Linked DNA regions of Mus musculus: regions 1, 2 and 4 are each linked to region 3. A link is a contact called in public Hi-C data. All regions are on one chromosome and are shown on one strand. The core of a region is the stretch at or near the end of the contact, and the rest is flanking DNA. Distances in the headings are between cores, read along the strand shown. Region 1 has its middle 21 kb from the start of Gm36234. Region 2 has its middle 6.3 kb from the start of Gm38991. Region 3 has its middle 88 kb from the start of Gm36722. Region 4 has its middle 8.7 kb from the start of Gm30483.

Region 1 (3,053 bases), core at 117-2,616, 880 kb before region 3:
TAGCTTCCTGTCTTTTAATATCTGACTGAATAGGTCTTAATCACTTGCCCCTGTTTTTGACAAAAAAGATGTTTCTTGGAGATTCCTCAGTTTTTTTTTTTTTTCTGATGGACCTTGGTATAAATGTGGCAAAATGTCAAGAAAGCTTGAACTGGATTTTTGCCTGGGGTTGATATTAAAGTTGAAAGGATGGATGGGAGGGCATTAGCATGCCAGCAATACACATTTCATTTCATTCAGTAATTCTGCCTTTAAGTTTTTAAGTCATATGAAGAAGGGTTTCTGAATAAAAGGTTTTAGCCTCCGTATCAGCTGCAGGGACGTAAACAATTGAAGAGGGGGAATGAACTTGGTACACCTACAACTTAAAACACCCCACCAGCCCCGTGGCTTATCCTGGTAGGATGCTTGCCGGCCAAACCTGACAACCTGAGTTTGATCCCTGGGAACCACAGTGTGGAAGGAGAAAACTGACTCCCACAGATTATCCTCTGACCTCCATACCTACATCCTCTTCCCATCGTACACACACACACACACACACACACACACACACACACTCACACACACACACACACACACACACACACACACACACACACACACACACACACACACACACATACACACACGCACAGTGCATTGCCACTAGCAATAGTAATACTAGTGAAATTAAAATTGAAAATATTATGCAGCCCTTAAAAAGGTATTTTCCAGCTGTTTACAGAATTTACTTTAATTTGAACACTAGGTCAAACATCAGGTCTTCAGACAAAAAGCCTTGCTCTTTTCCTATGCCCATTTACCTCATCAAAACTGAAGCCAAACAGACTGAAATGTTAGTAAGTTGTCTTCATGAGAGAGGTGATTAGGGATGGTGGCTAGTTTTAAATTTGAGGGTTTTTTTTTTTGCCTTGCTTTATAGTTTTTCTGTCATTTGCATGTGTCATGTGTTGGATGTCCTGTGTGATGCAGGATGGCAGCCCTCAACCTCTGCGGAAGGAGCTCACAGCAGGTGCCTACAGCCTGGGGAGGGCTGTGGAGTCCGGGTGGCGGCAGCGGATGCAGTTTCTCACATGGCCGGAGGGTGGCAGTGTCCGCTCGCAGACTCCGGGCTGGCGGCTTTGATGACCTTTGTCAGCCGGCGCAGCCTCTCGTTTATCACCGATCACAGAGTGGAATGAACATATTTACTTGTGTTTTGCTTTCCACTTATAATATCTAGTGGCATGGGAGGGAAATGAAAACAATTGTTCATAGGGGAAATTTATGAGCTTCATCTGGCTGCATGATTCCCGCAGTTGCCCCAGCGCCGCCCAGAGAGTGGAGATGGCTCCTTATATCCCCAGAGGTCCTCATAGGGCCTTGCAATACTTGCCTCTGGCCAGCAGACTTTCCCACACTCTTCGCCTCCCTTTGAATTTGCAAGGAGAAGGAGCTTTACATGTCATCTTTTGGGGGTGGCACGGTAGTCCAAGCTGCAGGCTGAGTCCCACCTGAAGTCTGGGCTAGCCTTTATCTCTTGACAATCCCCCTAATTGCTTCTTCGGATGAGCTGCTGCTGGGGCAGGGCTCTGGGGACCCTTTGGAGCCTTAGAGAGCTCTCCAAGATCTGGATGGGGTGGGAGGGGCCCCTCCCTCTGAGGTTCTAGGAAAAGGGCAGCTCTGGGCTTAGTGTCCATGTGTGCTTTTTGTGTGGAAGAGTGGGAAACAAGGTGGGTAAGTCTACTCTTCCAGCCTGTCCCCGAATAGTGCCCCAGGCAGAGAGACAGGATTGCTCTCCCATGGAAGGCAGATAAGGAGGTGTCTTATTTTCAGGGGCTTTGGGCCCCAGGTTCACAGAACTTGGTGCTGAGAACCTGGAACCAGCTCTGTCTGAGGTCCAGATCTAGGCAAGAAGTTCTCCGAGAGCGACTCGTCTGTTCCTGCTGAGGCCACGCCCCTGACTCCAGCTTTCAAGGTCTCTGCAAAGAGGAGCCAGCCTCATGTTCCTTAACACCAGAGTGTGGAAAGGTGAGATGTGAAAACACAGAAGCAGCTATGGAACGCACGGCGGGGAGCCAGTACCTGTGTTGCTCCACAAGGCATTCTGGCTGCGCATGCGCTGGGGGGATGACAGCTATAAGTTGTCGAAGATCTGCAGCAGACCACCATAGGTTCACTATTCTGTTCTATCCTTTTCCTACTCTACAGGCCCACATTTCCATGCCATCTCCTCTTTCTTTTTTCCTCTTCTCTTTCCTTCTCCCTGCCCCTCTAACCCTACCCCCTTTCCTCTTTAATTTCTTACAGGTCCCTTCTTCTTTCCCTCCTCCCTTTCTCAGACCTGAGGTGAGTCTTTGTATTCCTGTGCTTGCTCGCCTGTGACCCACGCACACAGGCTCTTGCTCGCCCTCAGCATTGTTCCTGTCTGAGGCTGCCTCCTTCAGTTCCGTGGGTCTGCAAGGGTGTGACTTGACATGGGTGGGAGCTGATGTGAGATGCATCGGGCATCTTGGAGGTAGTGCCCCTCCCACGAGGACACCTACAGGTGAGCCTTTGGGGCCATCGGGCCAGCAGGTGTGCTGTGCACGGAGCATCAGGAAAGGCTCTGATGTAGGCCCAGTGCCCTGAATTTCCTGTCTTGGGACTCCTGGAACGAGGAGACTGAATCCATCCAGAACAGATCTTTGTCCAGTGAGCACTTCAATGGCAGAAACAAGAGAAACGGGTCCGCAGACCCCTGCATAGCTGTAGCGACACTAGTACTTGCCCAGGACGGTGGTTTGGCTGATCAGTGTTTCCAGCCCCCGGGACCCTCCCTCGGCTCATTATAATCCACCATATTTCCCAGTCAGTCTTATAATCGAATTACTCAAAATTGCACAGCTTTATTGCACAATGCTAAACTTCAAGACAAACAAATGCTCAGGTAATGAACAATTATTTATGACAAATTATTACCTTTACTCATAAGACTAGTGGTTTCTATTAAGCTTAGGAATGGTGCCAGGCCCTCCTCCCAGCCAGCCTCTCCTGCCTGCCCCTCCCAGCCAGCCCCTTCCTTCCAACCC
Region 2 (3,319 bases), core at 417-2,916, 720 kb before region 3:
TGTGTTTGTGAGTATGTCTACTATGTGTGTGTACATTTGAATAGAAAAATGGTAGGCTACTGCCCTCGGTCAAGAAAGGCTGTTAAAGAGTCTAAAGGTATAGCTGGTTCTTGCAAGGCTATCCCAACACTGGCATCCAGCTCAGAGGTCCTGTTTGCTGTCTCTCCCTTCTCTGGGGTACTATAACTTTCCCCTTTGTACTTCTGGTTTATACCCAGTCACTGATATAGATTAAATGCTCTGATCTATTCAAGGCAAAGTGGTCTTGTCTTTCTCACACATGTGGGGTGTGGGGGGGTAGGGGTTGGGGGCTGCAAACATCATAGCTGTCAAAATGTACCATATCTACTGGGTAGCTTGAGGAACAGCTGGAGTTGGAGGAGGAGATGTAGCAGATCCAGGAAGCCCAGATCCTAGCCTTGACCTTGCCACTTCTCAGCCATTTCCTCCCCTGTGGCTGAGTACTGTCTGTGTATGGTGAACCTGAGATGGGATGCACACACTACTCTTTCTACACCCACCGTGAGGCAGCCTTACCGGAGCACACGGTACCTGAACTTGGGTTTTTAGCTGGGACTGAACCGTGTGGTGCCCTGAACTTGAAGGGACTGTTGTGAAGGCCACAGCTGGCAAGCGTTTGGTGGCGTGTGAGTGGCTTCAGAAGAGCATCTAATCCAAGCTGTCCCGACTGCTGCTGGAATCCATATGACAGTCCCAGAGTCTGTTCATTGCGCTTAAGGGGAAATAAATACTAATTGGGCATTGAGAGCATTGGTGGGGACAAAGGCTGTCTTAGAGCAGAATCCGTGAAAGGGTCTTCATTCAGACCACAGAAGGTTTGGAGGAGGTCAGCTTTGATGCCCCCCTGGGGGATGAACAGGACCAGGTAATGAAAAGATTCTCTGAATGAGAAGCTTTGGGTGGCAGGCTTAGGGCTGTAAAGGTACCCCAAGAACAGAGCTGAGAACTCAGAATCCAACAGAGGAAATGACGGCTGTGCAGGATGGGGTGATGTGATTCTTAGTGAAGTCCCTCTTACTATCAAGAGAAAGGTGGAGGCTCTCTCTCTCTCTCTCTCTCTCTCTCTCTCTCTCTCTCTTTCTCTCTCTGCTAAGGACCATGGCTTTAGATAATTACACAGGTGAGGCTGGTGTGCACATTGTAGGCCAGTTGGAGGTGGGGTACACTTGGGCCACCCTCCCTGTGTTCCCCCTGAATCCCATCAGAGCCTCTAGGAGATGAGACTAAAGCTGGGAGAGCCAGGCACAAGATAGACCGGGCATGTCATTGGAAGCTCAGGTCTACACCATCTCTGCTTTGTCTTCTGCTTCCCGTACGAACATTTGTTCCCCAACACCTCAAGGTCTGATACCTAAGTTACTCTGCAGCCAGTGTCATTTAGAGCTCCTGGATTTTCTTGTCCCGTATTAACGGAAATGTATTTTTATTTACATCTTACCCCAACTGCCTCTCCCACACTCGCTTACACAGATACTCTGACAAAGTTCTGGCATCTCTTAAGGGAGAGGCTACTCATTACTCTGTCAGAGGTTATTTGACATCAGTGCTTTTACGAGCCTTCTAAAACAAACCAGGTACTTGCTTTAGGGCTGCAGACTAGGCCAGGGATAGAGTGCTTGCTTAGAGAGCACTCCCAAATTCCTGGGTCCCATGCACAGTGTATAATAGACAAACAATAACAATGACCACAGCTCAAACTGGGGCCTGGTTCCTAACATGTGGCCCCGATTTCAAAGCAAACGTTGTATTCTAAAATGCTAGGGCTGAGTTGGGGCTTGAGGTTTTTTTTTTTTTTTTTTTTTTTCAAGACATGCCAGAGAGTTAGGGCATTTTTGGAAATGCTAGAATGTTTGCTTACTGCTCTGAGCTCCAACCACTGGGTTTACCCATTTTCCTCACTAGCAAATGAAGCATGACAATGAAAAGCGGCCCCAGATTGTTCTGCCTGGAAGGATTCTCATATTTACTTGGTCATCTTCTGTCTGTACGGCTGGCCGCAATCTCCTTAAAGAGCCTTGTTCAGATCTGTCTGGAGTGAATCTTCCTGCTGCACATAACCGAGAGAGCAGCAAGAGGGGCCTGGCGAACGCCAGGCTTGTTATTCTTGTGCACACACCTGCAGTTTCTCTCCATCCAGGTTTGGGGTGAATGCAATTGCCTTAAGAACTGGCAGAGTTTCTTTAGGAATAAAACAAGGGGGGAAAAATCCAAGTTGCCTCATCAGAAATTACCTTCCTGGTAGAAAACCTAAACGCAAGAGGATGGATAAAAATAGATTTTTTTTTTTCTTAAATGCCAGGGAAGAGAGCTAGAAGCGCTTTGGCAGATCGGGATCTGTGGACAGACCTGCGCCAGGTTCTTAAGTTAATAAATATTCATTTTGAGGGTTTTTTTTTGGGGGGGAAAGGAGGCAAGTTCTAGGCATAGAGCCCTTGTTGGAGAAGTAACATCTATTTGTACAGCATTTTTGGTTCTTAAGAATAAGGTTCTCTCTCTCTCTTTTTTAAACTCCTCCCTAACAATTCACACCTCCAGCAGGCTAGCTGCTTGGAAGATAGATTCAAACACAGCGTCTTCTCAGTTGTAGCAAGCCAAGCCAGGTATAAAAGCCACATTTTATCTCCGTCTCAGCCACCTTTCTCTACAGCCACCCCTACCCCCCTTTATTCTGGACATGCAGCGAAAGCTTCATTCAATATTGATTGTGCTTTGATACATTAAAATCAAGAGTGAGTCGGGGCTCTTACATAAAAGGTGTATAGATACCATTCACACCGTTTTGACCAGAACAGTCAATATTTTAAAAGGATTTCATTTCCCTTCCAAGCCTGCAGGCAGTCTAATTCTCTACGAAGGGAAGGCACGGCCAGTTGGTGCGAAATGATTCCTCCCGAGGTGTCTAAGAGGAGGGTGGTATTATTAGTTTTCTTTTTCTTAAAAAAAAAAACAAAACTATTTTCTACTTGTATACAATTTAGCAAATTTGGAGCTTGGAAAAGAAGCCTCAAATACTTTCCCTTCATTTGGTGGGGAATAACACTTTGAATGACTAAAATAAAATAGAATAAAAGCATTTTCATAACAAATAATTCAAGGCAGAGCAGTAGAGATATTTCAAAGAAAAGATTCCACCTAAATGTTTTGAAAAGACAAAAAGAAGAGCGAGTGAGAGAGAGAGAGAGAGAGAGAGAGAGAGAGAGAGTGCCTAGTTGCAGTTGCTTTGACAGAGTTCAGGCATGAACGTGCTTTCATTCCGTTGCATGATTTCGATAAAATTAGGTTAAAGAAATGTTCATTT
Region 3 (3,395 bases), core at 125-2,624:
TGGCTAGAGATGCCAACGCTGCTAGTCTCTTGGTCTCACAAAAGGGTTTCATGTTAGAAATGGCTCTGTGCCGGAAGTCCCTCCCACAGGAAATGCAACACTCAGCAAAGTGCTACACATTTTGCCCTGACCAGTGAAGAAGGCACAGTGTGTCAGGCTGGAAAAGAAGACTGGGCTATGCTTTGTATGTTTCTCATGGTCACTGCTGCAGGTAGCGATGGGAAGTCAGGATTGAGGGTGGGAACAGCAAATGGGTGGGCTTCTCCAGACCCTCCAGTATGTCATCTCCCATGTATGACCACTTACCCATTTCACACATGACGCCCCCTTCGTTTCCATCTGTAAGCAGATACAGTAACTTGTAGACTTCCCCAGACTCAGCATGGATTATAACAGAGTTAAGGTGGCTACAGTCGTCACAAGAATCCGGAGGTGAGCGTCCATCCTGGCCCTGCCAAGAGGGCAACAGAGGACCCAGTGTTGAGGTGTGCAGGTGCCAGAGTTCTCGATTCTTCTGGAACTTCACAGCACCTTCCAGCGCTACCCGGGCTGTCCAGCTCTGCCCACCCAAGGCGTCCTACCAGCCCCGAAATCAGTGTGTCCAGAGAAATGGGCAAAGGAGGTCACAGGATATTAATTTAATTTGGATTCTTCTTTCTGGAAGCCCTGCCTGGCAGCCAGCTCTCCCAACACCCACATGTCCGCAGCCCAACTGCTCCGTCCGTCAGGTCTTGTCCAAGTTAACTATTCATTTTATGTATTTTAATTTGTGCCGAACATTTATTTGGCTTAAGTTTCCTTTTCGGGGGTTGGAATGTGCCTTCCACACGCAGGCAGAGATGATCTGCTTGAGTTTCGTCAGAAGGAGTTTAGTTTACAAAGATAGTAACTGAGCTATTAAAACCAACAACCCCTTTTAAAGCAAACAGACCATTAAAATATAGGAACGGTTTATGGCATAAATAAAATTGAGGATATAGATTATTTAAAGATAAGATTTTTCAAGAAACAGGAATAAAAAAACACTTAAATAATTTCTCCACGGTAATTTTTTTTTTTTTTACAAAGTGAACTTAAAAATGCAAATGTAAAATTAAAAAAAAAAACGAGAGAGAAATACATTAAAAACCTATCTTACTAGAAGAGACATCCGAAAACGGCTTGACTAGAATATTTGATAAGTACATGATTTCTAAGGAGTAAAGTAGAGAGGGTGGTGGAAACTATTTGAATTCATAAACGGCAGCATTTACCCAGCTCGTAAAGCTACATCGTGGAAGAGGCAAGGCTTCTAGATCATCCACCCATGCTGACTGACAGATACAATAACTCCGTCCATTAGGCCAACCCATTGTCTTCTTTTCGGCACAGAAGTGCTGTACACGGAGGTAGTTTCCACTTCTATGCATATTTTAAGGGTTATTTGGCAACACGAGTGAAGCTAAAAGTAGCCTCTTAATCTAATTAATTGACATTTCTGAATCTTGCTTTCACAACAACACATGGTTTCGTGTTCTGGGTTTTAGCACTTGTCAAGCTTTTTTGGAGAATGTTTTGGTCAGAATGACAAGATAATTTGTGACTGAGGCTCCAAGCTCGAGAAGTGTTTAAGGCTATAATGATTTATTATCATCACAGAATAACAAAATTTACAAAGTGTCTCATCAGAATTTTTGAAATAAGTTTGCCACCATAGGAGAAGCAGGGAGCTGGGGGGTGGGCTGGGTCGGGAGACAGGGAGGGCTCAGAGTTCATATACAAAGGCAGCCATGACGGATTGGCTGAAATCTCCTCTATTAAAATGTATCTCTGCATGTTCCTCGGGAGGAACCACGGCGCAGGCCAGGAGGACAAGATGTGATAGAGGAGAGTGAAGGGAAGACCCACCCAGCCTTCTCCCCCAACCCCCAGTCCTTTGTAAGCAGGAAATCTGAGTCCCCAGCTCCACTTAGAACATATATGTGGCCGCAGTCAATGATGAATTGCTACATTTTGGCAACGGTCAGAGCGAAAGTAGTCACACTATCTATAGAAACTTTGAGATGGGGAACACTTGGAGTGAGCCACTGAAAATGCAGGAAACACATTTCTGAGAGGATGGAATAATATCACTGAGTGACAGTAAATTAACATGCTGACATTTGCAGACTTTGAGAGCATTGCCATAAAAAGAAGTAATACAACATGACTAATTTGGACTTCTTCTTTATTTCTTTCCTGGGAGAGACAGCCGTGGCCCTCCCAGGCCACCCGTGAGGCTGCCTCTCAGTACTTCCTTCTCTCTCTCTCTCTCTCTCTCTCTCTCTCTCTCTCTCTCTCTCTCTCTCTCTCTCTCTCTCTCTCTCTCCCCCCCCCAGGAAATGCAGGGGATTTTAACATTCCTTCTTGATGCTGAGTTCCAAAGACACTCCCTGCTGGGTCACACACATGGAGTGATGGGCACAGGAAGCACTCCGACCCCGCCAAGTGATAGCTGGCAGGGGTACACTTTGCTGATGTCCCTAAACCAGCTGCCTAGGGGGCACCGGGACTGGCAAGCAACAGGCACAACAGAGCTTGCCGGGGTATCAATGGGGTGACTGAGGCAGAAAGGACAGGATGTGAGTTTCCAGGTTGCTTTTCTTTTCCTTGGGCCAAGGATCCATCCTGAAAGGTCCTCCAGGGAAAAGTGGGTGTCTTTTTATATCCTACCTGCCTCTGAAAGGAAGTCTGTGTTGTTGTGCTTAGTGTACAGCAAGTATAGAAGAAAGATGGGTGAAAAAGATTAAGCAAATAAATGGATTATCCCAACACATCTACATCCAAGATCTCTGCTTCAAGAACAAAAACAAATACAAAAACAAAAACAAAAAGGAAAAAGAAAAAGATCCATTCACTTAGCTACGTTCTTCTTATATCAGACGACTCTGGGCTTCCCTGAGAAGGGACCAGTCCTCAACGTTAGAAATTCTGTCCTATTACTGTACTTCTCAGGCAAGCACCACACTCCCCCCAGCAAAATCAAGAAGGACTGTGTATTCTAATGTACGCTGCATTCTGCACTGGCCTGCAGAAGGGGCCCCATAATGTACATCTCGCCCTTCTGCTGGTTGTCATATTTATGAAGAAAGGCTATCTGGAAGTGAATATATGTCGTAAAAGCCACTACCCTGTGTGCGAGACTGTAGAATAACCTCTATCTCCATGCGTGGGAGGGGAGATGGTCCCATGATGTCACATTGCTGCCAAGACTGATCTCTGACATTTCTGGATATCTCTAGTCTCAGGATCTGAAACTCACACCTACTCACTGAAGAGGGGCAGCCACTGAGGAAACCTTCTATCCGACTGACTACCTGCACTTACCCAGGGTATCCAGGGCAAGATCTGAACAGACATAGAATATAAGTAAAAGG
Region 4 (3,168 bases), core at 644-3,143, 550 kb after region 3:
AAACAAAAGATTTCATACTAAAATATGGTTTTCCAGTTCCCCTAGAGAAGTCAGAAGGTCTGGCAAGATCTTCCAGGAGGCAGCAGATAGCGCCCCCACCCCGCCCCCAAGCCACCCCTGGAATGCACTATGTGTGCCCATGCAGGCGCTGCCAGCATCATGGTTTTAGCTCAGCTTCACAAGGTCCTGTGTACAAGCCCAGCCTTACCTTGCAGTGAGTGGGTGGGAGGGAGGGGTGAGGGTTTTACATCCTTCTCAGCACCAGATGGACCTCATTCCTGTACACACCCAGGGAAACAAGCAAGTGGGTGGTCGTGGCCTGTTCCCTGGCTTCCTGTTTTCCATTGTGTCTCTGAAAATGAACACATCAGCTCTTCCTTCTAGTTTCTGGTTTGCGGTAGAGTTTAAGTGCCGGAGGGGGGACCAATATGGTAACGAGGCTTGTGCCAAGGGTGTGCACTGCATCCCATTCAAAAGACACAGTGGTCAGAGGGAGGGACAGCTCTAATACAGTGAATAAGGAGGCAGTCTACCAGAAGTTGTTCTCCAAGATTACCTGTGATAATCCACAACTTACACACAGCACTCATCAAAACTAGCACGATTTCTGTAGGGTGTGTGTTGGGGGAACCCTGTAGATGGCACCTCTCTAAAAACTGGGGTCACCTTCTGCCAGCTGCAGTGCCATTCTAGGTCCTGAGGTCAGAGAATGTGTGATAGAGAATTATAGACACCCCATTCCTTAAAGGAATCCATGCCTGCTGGTTACTCACCCCCGGGGCCTTCATCCACGGGAGATGTATGGACATGATATTTTGAAATCTGCATTTTCCTAGCGTGCTCCCTTCCCTGCAACTAGTTCTGGAACAATGGAAAATGGTGTAGAAAAAAGACAGAAACATAAACTTTCAGACTGCTGGCTGCTACTGTGGCACGCCTATGAATGAGTGAGTGAGTGAGTGAATGAATGAATGAATGAATGAATGAATGAATGAATGAATGAATGAATGGTGCCCTCAGAAAGGTAGCTATCTCCCCACCCCACCCCTCTCTCATGGAGTCACAAAAGAAACACAATTCCTTTCTTCTCTTTTCTTCCCCCTAATAAAAGGCTCTTTCTAAAAATCAAAGGTGTCAGACTTTGCTCTCCCTTGCTGGCATGATCCAGAAGATGGCTGAGGAATGACAGATGTCGGCATCCAGCTGCAATGAAGCATGCAAAAGTTTCTCTCTAATCCACTTATTTCTCTGTAGTCACGTAAACCAAAACAAATGGGCAGGGCTTTACATTAGGATGGCAGGGTGGGGGTGGGAGGGACGGGAGGGACCCAAAGCCACAGCACTAGGACTTCCATTGCATAATGCAGCCTCCTCCACGCCATCTTGCTATGATTTTTCCCTCTGCATAAGGAAAAAAAAAATCTCCCTATAGCGTGAAAGGGTCCCTCAACGCAGGGGATCCAGAGAGTCAGCTCCTATGTCCTTTTGTCCCATACAAGATGACATTTCCCAAAGGGGCAGTTGTAAAGGCAGGATAAGGGCGTCATTAGCACAGGGAGGCCGCAGAACAAGCACCCACACGCAGGTACACACAAGCACCCTGTGACACACACATCACACACCAACACCCTGCTAAACTAACAGGATCGGTTTAATCACCAGCACCGTCGTTTTCAACTACTTGAATAAATCCAGGGGAATTATAAACGAAGCCCGTGTGTAATTAAAGTGAGGGTTGTTAGACTCTTCATTTAATAAAACACTTGAAAAGAAAAAGCCCTGGTAGGTCTTTTTCAATGCCAGGGGAAGCCGAAGGGGAGGGGCGCGCGCGCGCGTAGGCGAGAGAGGCCGGCCTCTTTTAGCGTGTAGCTGCGCCCACCTTGTGAACCCATTCCCCTTTCAATCTTGTAAGGAGCTGGGAGGGCGAGGATCGGGTCTGGGGCTCTGTCACCCGCCAGCAGTTGTAACAGCTGCGAAGCGCTCGTTTCAGTGCAGGCGGCAAGGAGAGATGTGACGGATTTCGCCCATGGCAGAATGGCGTTCCGTTTCTGGCCCTTCAGGCAAAAACAGTAAAAGAAAATTCGAGATTTCCCCCCTTAAACTTCCCACAACAACCTCAGCAGAGCCACATGACTCGCCTTCTACAATCTTCCCTGGTGTGCTCACTGCTACTTTGGCAGGAACTCAGAATTACTGTTACATAAATTCCATCTGATGCCAGAGAGACCATCTGTGAGCGGGAGCTGCTTCACCTACGTCTGCCTGCAAAGCCACTCTCCCCGAGACAAGGGAGAAGGGGGGAAAAGAATTTGATTAATTTGCAGAATGCTTGTGATTTGCTCATATATTATTATAACTCCTCATCAGCACATGACAAATCCCCAGCCCTGGGTGCAGGCACCCGTTTGATTCCAGCAGTTTCTTGCGTCGACACCTGACAGACTGCGGAGCTTCTAATGACTTTCAGATGCTTACAAACAGTGATTCTATCTTCAGAATAAAAAAAGGGGGAAAAATTCCATAGGAAGAAAAGAGGAGTGCACTTCTTCCTCTGGCGCAGTTCCTTCCTGGGTACCAACATTGATTTAACTGGGAGGGTGGCTGAAGCTTCTAGAAAGGGGCCCTCCCAGGCCCCACCACGGCTATGACCACACTGCACATAGAAACAAAGACCCCCGGATTCTGGAGGGCAAGTCAGCCGAGGCCACACTCCGGTGATGCCAGACGGTGCCCAGGTGCCGGCCAAGGCTAAGACGGGGTACTCTCTCCCAGCTTCTGCGTTTCAGAACCCTGGTAATTTTGTCCACTTTTAACACACCGATCATCTCTCGGCTTCTACACACACACATCTGTGTGCTGACTGCAGTTTGGTTCCCGCCTCCCCCCCCCCTCCTCCTCTTCTTTGCTTTTAAAACTCTGATTATGCCTCCAAACCTCTGCCTCTGTACTTGATTGCCTGTTTTAGATTAGAGATTTTTAGCCAGGAGACAAAGACTTCCGAATGCACATTAGTCCTGCGTATGAGGACCCACAGAAGGAAAAGCGATAAAACGCAACGTGCCATCTGTCCACAAACAATAACCTGTGTGTTTGGAGGCTCACAAATTACTTAGCACAGAACCTTCCCAAATTACAGAGCCTTGAGACAGAGCAGAGCTGCGAGTGAGA

Evidence for each region. A called contact is a pair of places that touch in the nucleus more often than the background predicts.
Region 1: a contact with region 3 is called in a Hi-C map of uterus, with 6 times the contacts expected there. The contact joins two enhancer-like sites. A contact is called at or near these places in 4 of 484 Hi-C or Micro-C datasets (cortical neurons and uterus).
Region 2: a contact with region 3 is called in a Hi-C map of uterus, with 4 times the contacts expected there. The contact joins two enhancer-like sites. A contact is called at or near these places in 2 of 484 Hi-C or Micro-C datasets (both in uterus) and 1 of 115 datasets of contacts at active chromatin or transcription factors (fibro-adipogenic progenitors).
Region 4: a contact with region 3 is called in a Hi-C map of uterus, with 3 times the contacts expected there. The contact joins two enhancer-like sites. A contact is called at or near these places in 7 of 484 Hi-C or Micro-C datasets (cortical neurons, muscle stem cells and uterus) and 5 of 115 datasets of contacts at active chromatin or transcription factors (differentiating embryonic stem cells, embryonic basal ganglia, embryonic forebrain and 2 more).

The regions. Positions count from the first base shown.
Region 1 is chr7:35,900,960-35,904,012 of GRCm38.p6, forward strand. No RefSeq gene overlaps it. Among named protein-coding and RNA genes, the nearest start is that of Gm36234, 21 kb to the right of the region's middle. Within about 2 kb of position 1,367, at least 22 of the 459 cell types and tissues checked have an H3K27ac peak or open chromatin away from gene starts, as enhancers often do. A contact at or near this core is called in uterus, where this site is marked.
Region 2 is chr7:36,068,330-36,071,648 of GRCm38.p6, forward strand. No RefSeq gene overlaps it. Among named protein-coding and RNA genes, the nearest start is that of Gm38991, 6.3 kb to the right of the region's middle. Within about 2 kb of position 1,667, at least 2 of the 459 cell types and tissues checked have an H3K27ac peak or open chromatin away from gene starts, as enhancers often do. A contact at or near this core is called in uterus, where this site is marked.
Region 3 is chr7:36,785,022-36,788,416 of GRCm38.p6, forward strand. No RefSeq gene overlaps it. Among named protein-coding and RNA genes, the nearest start is that of Gm36722, 88 kb to the left of the region's middle. Within about 2 kb of position 1,375, at least 2 of the 459 cell types and tissues checked have an H3K27ac peak or open chromatin away from gene starts, as enhancers often do. A contact at or near this core is called in uterus, where this site is marked.
Region 4 is chr7:37,335,143-37,338,310 of GRCm38.p6, forward strand. It overlaps a transcript of Zfp536 not described here. Among named protein-coding and RNA genes, the nearest start is that of Gm30483, 8.7 kb to the left of the region's middle. Within about 2 kb of position 1,894, at least 96 of the 459 cell types and tissues checked have an H3K27ac peak or open chromatin away from gene starts, as enhancers often do. A contact at or near this core is called in uterus, where this site is marked.